2 separate regions of the Mus musculus genome follow, and region 1 is linked to region 2. A link is a contact called in public HiChIP or PLAC-seq data. All regions are on one chromosome and are shown on one strand. The core of a region is the stretch at or near the end of the contact, and the rest is flanking DNA. Distances in the headings are between cores, read along the strand shown.

Region 1 (3,198 bases), core at 354-2,853, 53 kb before region 2:
GGGTCTCAGGAGCCCCGGGTACTGTCCCCTCACTTCCTTATGTACAGTTACCACCTGGTCCCCCGGTGCTCAGATCTGCCCCCCAGGCCACCATTTGCTGGAACCCAGCACAGAGGTGGCAGCATAGGGTCAGGCTCACAGGTGGTTGTCACTAGCTCACAGTGGCAAAGGGGAAATGGGGCTTTCGTGGTCTCTGGGTCCTCAATTTGCATAACTACTTTTACATAGAAACCTTTCCAAGCTGTGCTCAGCAACCCTGCAGTGGGCCGTGGGGCAGGGCCCAGGGACAGCCACTGGTGCTTCCCATTTTGGGGGAACGTTATCACCAATGTCTTCCTAGAAAGGTGACAGTGTGGTGACAGCTGGCACCCTAGGTCTCCTGGTGGCATCTCTGCCTTTCTCTGGCATCTGGGAAGGATGACACCTTTCTGAGGTTGGAGAGGACACTGACTCTGTGGAGGTGACAGTGACCACTGGAAGAGCCTTTCCTAAGTGGGCCCCCCTCATGTGCCCTGTGATATCTCAGGAACCCCTCTGGGAAATGTCATACTCCAGTCTACTTGTGCAGTGGAGGGAACTGAAGTTAGATGGAACAGCTGTCTAAGCAGATGTTGCCCTTCCCCCACCCTGGGTTGATGACAAATCCACTTCAGAAGGGGTGCAGGTCAGTAGCAGGGTGCAGGCCAGTAGTGGGGTGTGGGTCAGTAACAGGTTATCTCAGAGCTCTGAACGCCTGAACAGGGTCCCACCTTTGTTCTGGGTGGGAGGGACTGAAGGGAGCACAATGACTACTTACTTAATGTAGATGGCTTTGCTGTGTTGCATTGGGTGCTGGGGGGAGGGGGAGTATGAACATGTGGGTGTAGGTGCCTGTGGAGGACAGAAGAGGGTGCTAGAGCCCTGGAGCTACAGTTGTAGGTGGCTGTGAACCTCCATGTGGGAACTGAACCTGGGTCCTTCACAAGACCAAGTGCTCTTAACTACTGAGCCATCTCCCCTGCTCTTAACTACCCCTACCATCTCCCCTGCTCTGTTTCTAAGCTTCTAAGCTAAGACCTGTTCCTTCTATATAGCCTAGACTAGCTTCAAACCCGTGGCAATCCTCCTGCCCCAGCTCCCCAAGTCTTGATAATCCCCAAGTGTGAGCCACCATACTCAGCTGTTTGTTTGTTTGTTGTTTGAACTTCAGGCCAAGTTCAAGAATCAATCCCTCTGCCTCTGAGTGAGGTATGACAGGCTGAGTCACTATGCACAGCTCTTTTCCTTTTGAAATTTCTGGTTTTTGGTTTGGGGAAATTCTTTGTTTGTTTGTTTTGTTGTTGACAGAATCTCACTATGTAGCTCAGGCTAGTCTCAAACTTGCAGTGTTCCTCCTGCCTCTGTTTCTGAGTACTGAACCAACAGGCTCTGCCACTGTGCCCACCTCCCAGAGCTTCCTTGGTGCCGACTGAGCCCTTCTCCCCACCCCCCCCAGCCCTCTACTTCTCTGTGTTTCCTACTCAGAACAGCTTTCTCAGAAATGCCAGCCCTGCAGCTTGTGAAACATCCTCTCCACTGCCTGGCATCTCAGTGGAGCTTGCTGTGCAAACATGCAGGGGACTCGTGGCTCAGTGAGCGCCACCTATGGGGGGCTGAAGGGATGCTCTCCAGGCCCTTCCTACCTGCTGTTCCCCTAGCATGGGAGTCCACTGTGAGTGTCACTTGGACACAGTGGTTCTATGCTCCCTCTAGACACCAAGGGGAGGAGAAGACAAGGCTATGAGTGGGCAGCCAGGGGCCCCTCTATCTGTAACCCTGCAGTCTGGCTTTGTTGAGCCTCAGTTTCCCCTTTGGGAAATGGGATGATGCTCTGTACTTGGTTATGGATGTCTCAGTTCCTGGTACTGGAAGGCCTTGAATATACCCTCTTTATCCTGGTATGATGGTGCACACCTTCCATCCCCATCCTGGCAGACAGGCGGGTGGCTCTCTGTGAGTTCCAGGCCGGCTTGGTCTCTATATACTCGATAGTGGTCTTTCTCAGACTCCTGCTGCCATTTGTCTGCTCCATCCCACCTCCCAACCCCCACCCCTTTTAAAAATTGACAGGGAAAAGATACTGCCTGCTGTGACCAGCCTTTGGGAAGGTGAGGCAGGAAGATTACAAGATCCATCAATCTGAGCTACAGAGCTTTGGGCATCCCTGACTCACGAAGGTATGATGTGTATGTGGCTGTAGCTCTGAATACACGAACCAGGCCCAGGTCCCACCCCAGTGCACATCAGCTGGGTGTGGCACACATGTCTGATCTCAGCATAGGGAGGGAGGAAAGATGATCTGGAGTCAAGGTCAGGGCTGGTCAGTTTGGTAAAAGATCTTGCTGCCAAGCTCAATGATTTGTTCAACCCTTAGAACCCAGATGGTAGGAGAGAACCAATTCCTTCCTACAAGTAGTCCTCTAACCCCCAAACACGTCCATTGACAACTAAGAAATAAACATAATTTTAAAATCAAACAAAATTAAACAAAGGTCTAGAGAGATGCATCGGTAGATAAGCTCACTGCCTGTGCCTGCAGAGAACCTGAGCTGGGACCCTGGAACTCACGTGGCCCAGTCACAACCCTTAGTCCAGTTCCAGGTCCACAGGCCTTCATAGCCACCTGCATACACGGGCACACAGATAACTAAAATACATTGTTACACTAATTAGTTGCTAGCTAAATTAAAAAAGAGGGGAGGAGGGCTGAGAACGGGAAGGGAGGGGGAGAGGCGAGGAGGGGTGAGGAGGGGCAGGGTGGGGCGGCAATTGGAAGCTGAGACCCGGAGGTAATCTGTAGATGTCTGATAAGGCTGGAGTTGTAGATGGGGACTGGAAGGGCAGCCAGGCACGTGGGGTGTACTGAGGCAGGGTCTCTCTAAGTACTGCCCGGGGTGGGGGGAAGGCCCTGAAGGCATTAGCACATTTAACCAGAGGGCTGCCCAGGTCCAAGTCTCCTGTAGTGGCTGCAACTTTCACCAGCCCAATTTTCAAAGTTGTGTACCTGGGCCCCTGGGAGGTAAGGAGCCTCCCGACATGGAAGCCAGCCCTGAGGAGGGAGCTCGGACCTGCAGGTCTTTGACTTCTATTCCTCACCAGTACTTACAGATATTGAGGGACACGTGGCCACACTGAGGCCTGGCACAGGCTAGTAACCCACCAAGAGTCTTTGGCCCAGAG
Region 2 (3,191 bases), core at 440-2,939:
ATCTTGAGTTCAGCTCAGAGCCAGCACTAAATGGTGGCTCACAATTTTCTGTAATGACACCCTTCCACACCTACTACACCCTATGGGAATGTCACAGTGGTCAGTGAGTGTGTACAGGTGTCCGTTGAAGTCCTGTAGAAGACAGGCTATACCAGTGAACCAGGTTGGCAGTACCCCCATCTCTACCCAGCCTATCTCACATACCCCACTACAGGTCTCATAGTACCCCAAAGGAGCCTGAGGAGGCACCATGCCTGAGCGTGTGCTCCAACAGTCCAAGCTGCATTGCCTTCGGCTCCCCCTCTGGCAGCACAGCACAAGAAGACAACACACTCATACACATAAATAAAAATTTCCAACGGTCTTCCACCCAGGGCTGGAGAGATGGCTCAGAGGTTAAGAGCACTGACTGCTCTCTTAGAGGTCCTGAGTTCAAGTCCCAGCCCACATGGTGGCTCACAACCATCTATAATGAGGCCTGGTGCCCTCTTCTGGTTTGCAGGCATATATGCAGGCAGAACACTGCATACATAATAAATAAAGTCTTCCACTCAGGACCAGAGCTACCAACGACAGCAGGAAGGGGTGGCAGACCCTAGGGGACTCTAGTTTGTATCAAGTTGTCCAATTAGGGTGCCCAGAAGGGCCACAAGACCGTAGCCAGCCAGCCCATGTCGTTATTCAATTGCAGAGGCAAAAAAACAAAACAAAACACTCCACTGAAGTACAGGCTATACCAGACCAGAGAACACAATTGGCTGGGAGACAGCAAGGTGACCCACACATCCCAGAAACTCTGTGGGAGTTCCAATACATAATTGATGCCCTTTGTTAGATGGAGAAGGTGCCTTCCTGGGTTTTCTCAACAGGGATATCACATTGTAACACTGCATCCTAGAAGTTCAAGTCTACAGAGATAGTGCCAGGACAACCAAGGCTACATAAAGAAACCTGTCTCAAAGCAAACTAAACAAACAAACAAACACCCAAAATAACTAGTATGGCCTTGTGGGCCATGCTAGCCTCTCCAGGAACTAAAAAGCTGAGGCAGTAGTTCAGGGCCAACTGCAGCCTACATAGAGAGTTACAGAAGAGCCTGGGTTCCATCCACACACACACACAACCTTCAAATAACAAAAGTACATTTGAAGCTAGGAAAGCGAGTTGTCATGGAAACAGACTTTGTGGTAACTTAAGAACAATGAACTTGGCTAGCATTAAGAGCTGATGACATCTGTCTTCCCAGTTCACAAGAAGACCACTTTAGGCAGGGCTACCAGGCTACCAGGAGTTGGGAGAAGGCCTGGGCTACACGGGCAGTTGGAGCCGGCCTGTTCTGCCCCTGCCTCACCCGCTTCTCCTGCATCTTTTCGAAGGCTGCCTGCGCCGGCGTGCGCTTGTCCAGGCAGCGCCTTTTCTCCTCCTCGCTCTTCTTGCTCGTCCCCATGGCCTCCAGCATCTTGGCCTTGTCTTTGTCTTTCTTCTTCTTCTTCCTGAGAGAGAGGGGGACGGTAAGAGGGGCCGGAGCTGGGGGTCGGCCCTCAGGGACAGACCGCGGGCTCCCGGGCCTCACCGCTTTGTCACGCCGAGCTCTGCCACGCCTTTCAGCTTCAGGGGGCCCTTCTGGACTTGCTCGTAGGCCTCCATAGCGCTCGCAAGCCGTGCCCCGGGAACTCCGCCACACTTCCTGTTTGCATACAGTACTTCCGGCCGAAACCCTCCTCGCTTCCTTCTGATTGGTCAGCTAGGACGCACGCGTCCTCAGGGTTCAGAGTAAGTGCACACTTCCGGTCTCGGGTAGTCTTGGCAACTGTCCAACAACATAGCTCGCCTAAAGACACACTTCGTATTTGGGCGTCCATTTCTGACTTTATGGGCATCCACTTTTGCTTTGTGGCATTATTTACTTAATTACTTTTTTTCCAATTTAGAAAATTACAATTACCCAGAACTCCAGAGACAGAGACAGGAGGATCTCTGGATCTCTGGATTCAGCGTGTTTTATGTAGTGACTTCAGGTCAGCCAGAACTAAAGACTGTGTCTCGAAATAAGTAATAAGAAAGAATAAATCTGGGGCTGGTGAGATGGCTCAGTGGGTAAGAGCACCCGACTGCTCTTCCGAAGGTCCAGAGTTCAAATCCCAGCAACCACATGGTGGCTCACAACCATCCGTAACAAGATCTGACTCCCTCTTCTGGTGTGTCTGAAGACAGCTACAATGTACTTACATATAATAATAAATAAATCTTAAAAAAAAAAAGAAAGAATAAATCTTTAAAATTACATTAAAAGTTAGTTACCTGTATACGTGTATGTGAGTGTGTGTACACACGTGCCAGAGCACACGTGGAGTACAGAGGACACTTTGCAGTACTCTCAGGCCTTATGCTGTGGGTTCCTGGGAATCAGACTGATGTGGTCATATTTATAGACGAAGATCCTTTGTCTGCTGAGTCATCTCAATGGTCACAATTATTTTTCTGTGAGTTTGAGGGCAGAAGTGTCATGACACTAAATGAGTCTGATAAACGTGGAATTTGCTGTGTAGACTGCTCTGACCTCTAGCTTGCTGCAGTTCTGACTGAGCATGCAGAAAACTGGAACTGCAGGTGTGTGCCACTGCCCTAGCTTGTCTTGTTGATGTTTTATAGAGGACAGGCTTGCTATGTAGCAGATGATTAAACTGTCTTTTTGGTTGTTTGTTTGTTTTGAGACAGGGTCTCACTGTGTAGCCTTGGCTGTCCTTGTACTCCTTATGTAGGCTATGCTGTTGTGAATTCAGGGATATCCACCTGCCTCTGCCTCCCAAGGGCTGAGTTTAAAGGTGCGTGCCACCATGCCCAGCAACCTTACTTCCCAACTACTGGGATCACAGATGTGCTGGGATTTTTTTTTTTCTATAGCAATTTTGGGGAGTGGGGAGGTTACATTTATTTATTTGTGTGCTGTGTAGAGCAAGTAGAGGTCAGAGCACAACTGTGGGAGCTGCTTTGCTCCTTCCACTGTGTGTCCAGGGAATCAGGCCCCTACTGCTGTTCTGTGAGAGGCTCTCTCTGTGTGCGAGGCTCTCCTTACACAGCCCCGAAGCTTGTGACTCCCTTAGTTCTGGATGTTAAGCCTGAGCCACTACACCAGGCTCACTTATTATTCTATATCTGATGGCTATTCTTGGTTTACAGCTTGACTACAT

What was found. HiChIP or PLAC-seq counts read pairs in DNA pulled down with a chosen protein or histone mark.
Region 1: an H3K27ac HiChIP or PLAC-seq map of embryonic stem cells shows a contact between it and region 2, with 7 read pairs. The contact joins the enhancer-like site here to the promoter of Fam32a in region 2. A contact is called at or near these places in 1 of 39 promoter capture datasets (embryonic stem cells), 2 of 115 datasets of contacts at active chromatin or transcription factors (effector CD8 T cells and embryonic stem cells) and 1 of 9 other capture datasets (adipose tissue).

What each region holds. Positions count from the first base shown.
Region 1 is chr8:72,270,981-72,274,178 of GRCm38.p6, reverse strand. No RefSeq gene overlaps it. Among named protein-coding and RNA genes, the nearest start is that of Gm51537, 9.4 kb to the left of the region's middle. Within about 2 kb of position 1,603, at least 72 of the 459 cell types and tissues checked have an H3K27ac peak or open chromatin away from gene starts, as enhancers often do. A contact at or near this core is called in embryonic stem cells, where this site is marked.
Region 2 is chr8:72,218,243-72,221,433 of GRCm38.p6, reverse strand. Fam32a (family with sequence similarity 32, member A) reads right to left here and starts at 1,689. Exons shown (of 4, transcript NM_026455.5): 1 at 1,574-1,689; 2 at 1,352-1,493. The coding sequence starts at 1,647.